2 separate regions of the Mus musculus genome follow, and region 1 is linked to region 2. The links are chromatin contacts, called in public promoter capture Hi-C maps. All regions are on one chromosome and are shown on one strand. Each heading gives the region's core, a stretch centred on a gene start, on an enhancer-like site or on the middle of the called end of the contact. The rest is flanking DNA. Distances are from core to core; before and after follow the strand shown.

The links. Promoter capture Hi-C pulls out the DNA fragments that hold promoters and counts their contacts.
Region 1: a contact with region 2 is called in a promoter capture Hi-C map of second pharyngeal arch cranial neural crest. The contact joins the promoter of Idi1 here to the enhancer-like site in region 2. A contact is called at or near these places in 5 of 39 promoter capture datasets (cranial neural crest, embryonic stem cells, frontonasal cranial neural crest and 2 more) and 6 of 115 datasets of contacts at active chromatin or transcription factors (T-cell acute lymphoblastic leukemia, astrocytes, embryonic forebrain and 3 more).

The regions. Positions count from the first base shown.
Region 1 is chr13:8,883,844-8,887,418 of GRCm38.p6, forward strand. Idi1 (isopentenyl-diphosphate delta isomerase) reads left to right here and starts at 1,763. Exons shown (of 5, transcript NM_145360.2): 1 at 1,763-2,153; 2 at 2,889-3,061. The coding sequence starts at 2,017.
Region 2 is chr13:6,834,904-6,838,847 of GRCm38.p6, forward strand. No RefSeq gene overlaps it. Among named protein-coding and RNA genes, the nearest start is that of Pfkp, 190 kb to the left of the region's middle. Within about 2 kb of position 1,983, at least 26 of the 459 cell types and tissues checked have an H3K27ac peak or open chromatin away from gene starts, as enhancers often do. A contact at or near this core is called in embryonic limb bud and second pharyngeal arch cranial neural crest, where this site is marked.

The DNA.
Region 1 (3,575 bases), core at 513-3,012, 2.0 Mb after region 2:
TCTGTCAACACTTGGAAGACTTGCTTAATACAGTAATTCAATATTTTCCAAATGACCAAGAATATTACAAAATCATACGTAGGAAATATGCACCTGAGCTGCACAGACACTGGGCCGGGAAGAGGGTTTGGGTAAAGGGTGAAAGTGTGAAGACTGAGCTCAGATCCTCAGCACCGTGGAAAAGGCCAGACATGTCAGTGTGTATCTGCAAACTGGGGAGCAGAGACATGAGGATTTGCTGGCCATAGAATCTAGCTAAATCAGGGGCTGGTGAGATGGCTCAGTGGGTAAGAGCACCCGACTGCTCTTCCAAAGGTCGGAAGTTCAAATCCCAGCAACCACATGGTGGCTCACAACCATCTGTAACAAGATCTGACTCCCTCTTCTGGAGTGTCTGAAGACAGCTACAGTGTACTTACATATAATAAATAAATAAATCTTTAAAAAAAAAATCTAGCTAAATCAATGAGCTTCTAATTCAGTGAGATGCCCTCTATGAAAAGATGGGATGGAGGGGCTGGTGAGGTAGCTCAGTGGGTAAAGACGCCTGCTCCCAACCCTCAAGACCTGAGCTTGCTGGGAGAACTCTCTTAGTTGTCCTTTAAGCTCCACTAGCCTCTGAGCATTGTGTTGACATTAATATTAATGTTAATATTGTAAAAGTAAAATGTTAATAAAAGCAACAGAGGAAGGCATTATGTACCTGAACACACACTTGCACATAATGCATACACTACACATATATACTACAAAAATAATAAACGTGACTGGGGTAATAGCTTAAATTAACTTTTTCACAATTACACCAAATCATAATGATAATTACTACTGTAACTAATAATAACTGTTATTATATTTATTCATTTATTTTTTAAAGATATATTTATTTTCTGTATGAGTACACTGTAACTGTCTTCAGACACACAAGAAGAGGGTATCAGATTCTATTACAGATGGTTGTGAGCCACTATGTGGTTTCTGGGAATTGAAATTAGGACTTCTGGAAGAGCAGCCAGTGCTCTCAACTGCTGAGCTATCTCTCCAGCCCCTATTTGTTCTTTTATTTACTTGGTTGTTCGAGACATAAACTTTTCCCCAATTGTATATGTAATAATTAATTCGTTTTTCCAGACAGGGTTTCTCTGTGTAGCCCCAGCTGCCATGGAACTCATTTTGTAGACCAGGTTGGCCTCAAACTCAAAGATCCGCCTGCCTCTGTCTCCTGAGTGCTGTGGTTTAAGACGTGTGCTACCAAATTTACAAAAGCTTCACATATAATCTGTAGTGAAAAATTCCTATCTTATAGTAACTTGAGTCGCTGAATTTATTAAGAATGGACTGTCACACGATGGTTTAACAACTGTCAAATTAATTCAGTCCAAACGCTGGTTCCCCAATCGGCCTCTACTTCATTTAACTTTGCTGGACAATTACTCCACATTGCAAAACGCCTTGGGAATTATTGCTGCTGCAAATCTACAGCACCTTCTAACTGGAAACAGACCGGAATAACATGTTGAGAAGGCAGGAGTAAAGCTTCCAAACTAACCCATTAGCAATGATCTCTTGAATTTTCTTAATTTCCATCAAGACCAACCCACAGGAATTCCAGTGAGAAAACTGTAGTTGTCAGAGCGCGCTTCTCAAGGCATCTGACATCATCACGCACAGACACTCAAGGAGAGTCAGGGACCCGCCCTAGCCTTGCCTCCAGCTGATTGGCGAGCCCGGGCATGGTCCAAGGTGCCATTGGCTGGCGACCGACAGGTCGAACCCTCCTCAAGAAGCCTCCCCAGAAAGGAAGCTTCCCCACCGCGGAGCAGCTAGACGTGCGGGCCGTCTCAGCTGTCCACTGGGAGTCGCCAACACCCTCGCTCGGGTCCCAGGGCCGCAATCACTCCTGGAGACCTCCAGCGCTTCTTTCAGAGCCACACGCAGGGCAAGTGGTGCCACCGCGCGCTAACCTGGCGCGGCCGTGACGTCAGGCTTGTGCTAGATTGGCAATTGGCTGGAGGCATGTGGCGCGGACGGACACTGGCGCGAGCGATTGGATATGCTGTTAGAGGGCGGGGCCTGGAGGCGGAGCATGCTGCGGAGAGGATTGAAGTACAGCTCTCCGCACAGCTTCTCAGCACCTGCAGCCGGAATCTCTGGTAAGCCTCCCTTCTATTTGGGGAAGGATGGCGAGAGGGGACCAAGAAGGGTGGGTGGCTGTATGAGGCTGAGGTGATGCGGTTTCCCAGCTTGACTCGCCATGGTGGCCTCTGACGTTCGGGGCTGGGTGCCTGGTCCTGGAAAGCGTTGGGTGGCCGACTGAGTCCCATCGGGTTCTCAGGGTTGTCCATGGAAACTCCCTGACGAGCGATTCAGCAGTCGTGAAATGTAATGGTTCATAGCCCTTGGGGAGTTGAGTTATAAAAAGGGACCTGAGAAAAATCTGTTCTTCCCTCCAGTATGGAGTACTTCACTTGTCTTCTTCCAAAAATGAATAAATAGGTCTACCCCTAAGCTTTCTTCTAGTTTAAGAGTGCTTTGCAGGTGTTGTGGTTGGTAAACGTCCACGTGGGTTTATAAAGAGATGGAAACGCGTCTTCGTTATGTGTCTAGATCTTTTTCTTGAGTTCGGTGATGTGCATTTGTACTTTAAACATCTTTAAGTGGGTGAGAAAATATCACTTTATCCTGTGATTCTGAAGTTCATTCTTTATATCCTGGCATTAGGAGTTCAAGATGTTATTTCAGAAAGTTTACAAATTGCTCACATTTGAAAACTGCCCTAGAGAGGATTTTAAATTAGTTTATGAATGTTGTAATTGAAGTCCACTTTCACTTCTAACAGTGTTTGTGTTAGAATGTCAAACTAATACAATGACTTTTCTCTGTGTTAGTGTTCTAGGTCAGATCAGACATTCTGTCACAATGCCTGAAATAAATACCAGCCATCTTGATGAAAAACAGGTTCAGCTTCTAGCGGAGATGTGTATTCTTATTGATGAAAATGACAATAAAATTGGGGCTGACACCAAGAAAAACTGTCACCTTAATGAAAACATCGACAAAGGTACTGTCTTAAAGTATTCTTTGTTATAAAGTGACTTGTCTGGACATTTAGCTAAGAAAAATCCTGAGATGAAAGGAATGCTTTCTCTTCTGGGGTTTGAAGAGGGTCTCACTGTGTATAGCTCTGACTGGCTGGTTGTCACAGACATCTGCCCCCCAAGTACTGAGAGATTCATTTCTTAATGCTGTCTTACCTTTCATTCCAGTTAAATGGTGTGTACAAGTAAAATCTACCTTTCTACCTCTCCTGTAATATTTCCCTCCACTAAGTGGCTTCAGAGTTATTTGGGGATCATAAAGAAGGAATAGATATTATCATAGTTCTCAAGTCTGTCTTTCAGAAGATTAGAGAGAGGAGTAGGTATTGAAGGAAAATATGATCCTACACACACACACACACACACACACACAGCAGGATACCAAATGGTCTGGGTTCAGCCACAGAGAACTTCATGTTAGAAGACTGGGAAGCAGCAGAACTGTCAAAATATGATTGAGAATAATCATATTCTCAA
Region 2 (3,944 bases), core at 733-3,232:
GGAAAGCCCTACTTTTAATCAAGGCTGTAAGTCAAACTGCCATGTAGTACAACAGTTTAAGGAGGGGGAAGTGGGAAAGCCATCTCTGCTATATTGCTCAGGGACTCAATTTTACATCTAAGAGAAATTGTAACTGGAACCTGTCCATGTGTGAGACTTAAACACCAGCCTCATGTGTTGATCTTATTTCCTAACCTAAAAAGAAATCAGCTTGATTGATTTCTCTGCCTTAATGACGATGGAGCTTAATCTTGGATGTCATCTTGACTGGTGTGGAGTCAACTTTTCCATTTATTTGTGTGTGTGAAAATGAAAGTGTGTGTGTGTGTGTATGAATCTATGTGTTTGTGAGTGTCTGTGAATGAAAGTGTGTGTGAGTGTGTATTTGAGAGTGAGCATGTGAGCATGAGTGTTTGAGTGTGTTTGAGTGTGTGTAGCACTGGGAAGTTGAACTCAGAGCCCCATGTAAGCTAGGCAAGCACTGCTGAGCTATACTTGGTACTGAATTTAGGGCTTCAAGGACACATCAGAAAAATGCTCTGCCACTGAGTTAAAGCTTTATCCTCACCCCCTCTATCTTTTGAGACAGGTTTTTATATATCTGACTCTCTCCCTGAACTCTCTATTACTTCCAGGTTGGCCTTGAACTCTTGGTCCTATGGCTTCTACCTTGTGAATATTTGAAATTCAGATCTATATTACTATGTCTTTGTCCCATTTCTTTTGTTTTTAATAACTCACTGGGTAAATAATGATCTTAGCAGATAGCGAACATGTGTAGCAAATCTACAGGCAGTGCTAGAGTTGTACACTTCTCAAAACGAAAGCTTTGTATCAAACAAATCAAGGTGTGGCTTGCTAAGGTTGTATAGCTTAGTGGCAGTGTGCTGCTCTTGGAACTAAGGGCTTGATCCTTAGCACCACAAAAGAAACAAAGCAAACAAAGATGGTTCTCCAGCTTGTTCCTGCATTGGCTTTGAAGATCCCTGAGTTTGGGGAAGAAAGAGTAAAATATATATGCAGAAGACATCCCAGGGAGGAAGGCTGACTCCTGTCTTCAATTGTAAGAACTGTCTCACTATTCCGAGTCTGCATATATTCATCCAGAAAACCAGGATCGTGGTTTTCAAACACACTCTAAGCCCATGGAGAAGGTAATGTGTTTGATGTGGATTATAAGGCTAACTACTGAGTATGCCATTGTCTAACCTGCAGTGACTGTTTGATGAAGCCACTGTGCTAGTTTTTACCACAAATGCTTCGAACCTTACAAGGGAGCTCTTTGAACGAGATGAATCGGTGCATCATACTTCCTGGTTACTAAACTTGTGTGATTCAAGTCTTTAGATGCCCGAGGATTCAGCGGCTCAAGGGAACTGGTGACATCTTACTGCCAAGGTCACATCTTTTAAGTAATAGAATGTCTAAAATGTGCAAAGAGAACAGTCATAGCTGTACTGTTTGCAGAAAAAAAAGTTAAGAAAGTTCAGATGTCTCCATCTAAATTTCCAAGAGTCCCCTGTGAGAAGGAGGACAGGAAAATCAGAGCTACTCTGCCTGGAATCTCAAGAGCGGAGGTGATTAAAGTGAATCTAAGCACCTTTCAAGTTAGGCTGCCACCCGCCACCCTGCGAGGCTGTGATTGTGACCTGCACTGCATCTCAACTTTCAATGTCTCACAGCTTCAAAGGGAACAAACAAATCAGGGTCCTGGTAATTAAAAGTTGTTAATGTCTCCCTTCCTTTCTCTTGTAAATTAAAATGATTTGACATAGGAAGAAGAGAAGACAGAATTTAGTTATTTTGGGTAATTGCAGTGTCAAACTGATCGTTTTCTCAATTTTCTCACAAAATTGCCTAATTGAGAACAACTAAACAGATGGTCCTTTGTTTTTGAGGCTTTCTCTTGCTAGCTCTGTAGCGGCCCCAGACTTACTTCCCATTGCAAAGCAGTACCACTGTAGGACAGGGCTGTTGTCTGAGTGGCAGGATCTGGCCAGCCTGGAAACAGCCTCATGTTCTGCCCACTACTTCCAGAAGAGGGTGCTCGTGACATACCCAAGAGCCAGTCTTCAGTTTTTATAGCAGGTTGTCATAAAACCTTGGCAGAAGTCATTTTCAGCTTAAGGTGGCTAAACCATTTTTGTTTCATAATTACCAGGTAAAATGCATTCTTTCTTAAAGTTTACACTCTGATGCCCCCTCTTTAAGCAAGAATTTCTAGGGCTGGGAGTTATCTCAGTTGATAGTGGGCATGAGGGCTTGAGTTTTACCCCTAGAACCTATGTAAATAAAGTCAGGCACGGAGGTACTCACATCAATACCAGTCCTATGAAGGCTAAGAAAAAAGCAGTGGCCAGGGCTCAATACCCAGCCAGCCTAGGCTGACTGGCTAAGCATCAGGGTAATGAAGAAATGTGTGTCAGAAAATAAGGTGGATGTTTCATGAGTAATGACATCCTAGGTTTATTCTCTGTCCTCCACATCCATAAGCACATACATGCACACATAGAAATGTATGTGCACACACATGTGTGAGAAAAAAACCATTTCTTTATATATTAAGTCAAGAAAGCAGGTAGAGAGCTATGAAGGTGATCATGGCTACACTGCGAGGTGTTCAAACAAGATTCCAAAGTCACTAGGCCACTGGCCATACTTTGCAGTTCTATCTTTGGTAGTGGGAAAGTCCTGAGTCACCCATATGCGGTCAACGGGAAATGGACAGATATTTGCTCTATAGAACAGGAAAAAGCTGACCCACTATGATTGTGCTTGTCACACTAGTTCATGCAGTGTCTCCTTGCCTCTCCCTGTTTATACCCTAGGTAGCCTGCATCATATCTACGCTGCTCCTGAGATCCTGGGCCTCTATGGTTATGCTCGTGTGCATTTAGATGGCTGGGAATCTTTCAGTTCTTACCCAGCTATATCTGTTTCTTCTGGTGTTATCAGTCTTGGTCTTTAACCCTAGTGGTGCATCGGAATTATCTATTGACCTTTATATGAGGCAAATGGCCAGGTTCTATGCTAGCCTTTCTTCCTTTCTTCCTTTCTTTCTTTCTTTCTTTCTTTCTTTCTTTCTTTCTTTCTTTCTTTCTTTCTTTCCTTCCCTCTTTCCCTCTTTCCCTCTTTCCCTCTTTCCCTCTTTCCCTCTTTCCCTCTTTCCCTCTTTCCCTCTTTCCCTCTTTCCCTCTTTCCCTCTTTCCCTCTTTCCCTCTTTCCCTCTTTCTTTCCCTCTTTCTTTCCCTCTTTCCCTCTTTCCCTCTCTCTCTCTCTCTCTCTCTCTCTTTCTTTCTTTCTTTCTTTCTTTCCTTCTTTCCTTCTTTCTCTCTTTCTCTCTTTCTTTCTTGCAATACTGGGGTCTTGAAGAACACATATACACACATGCTCTGAAGCTTCACACGAGGCATTGATATGTATGTCAGAGAACCATGCTCTATTCTGCAGTGGAGAAAATTTACTGAATGTTTTCCCCCTTGACTATCCTTGGTACATAGTTCATTATCCAAGGAGCATCCTAGAGAAGACAAGTCCAGAAGTGCTGTGAAAGTTGGAGAGGGTGAGAGTCCTTTCCAGATGTCGTTCAAGAATTTGTGAAGTTCAATGACCTTTTCCTGTCTTTGGAATGGGGCACACTGCCCTAGAAGCCCGGCCATGGCTTCTGCTTTACATTGCACTGGCTCTGGCCATTCCCTGAATTCTTAAATTTGCAGATATCCTGGTTCTCATCTTACCCCGAGATGCTCATCTTCCCACTGTTTACATTTGTAGGACATGACCGAGCTTGGGTGGATGACTTTGTTGTCAAGGAGGGTAAAATTTTCCTCCAAATCATGTGTTTTCTTCTGGCGTCAGTTCTACTGGGGCACCTGTTGAATGTGTTATTTATTTTTCCAGAGCACAATATTGCATCCTGAGTATTGGCAGCATAGTTAGAGCTT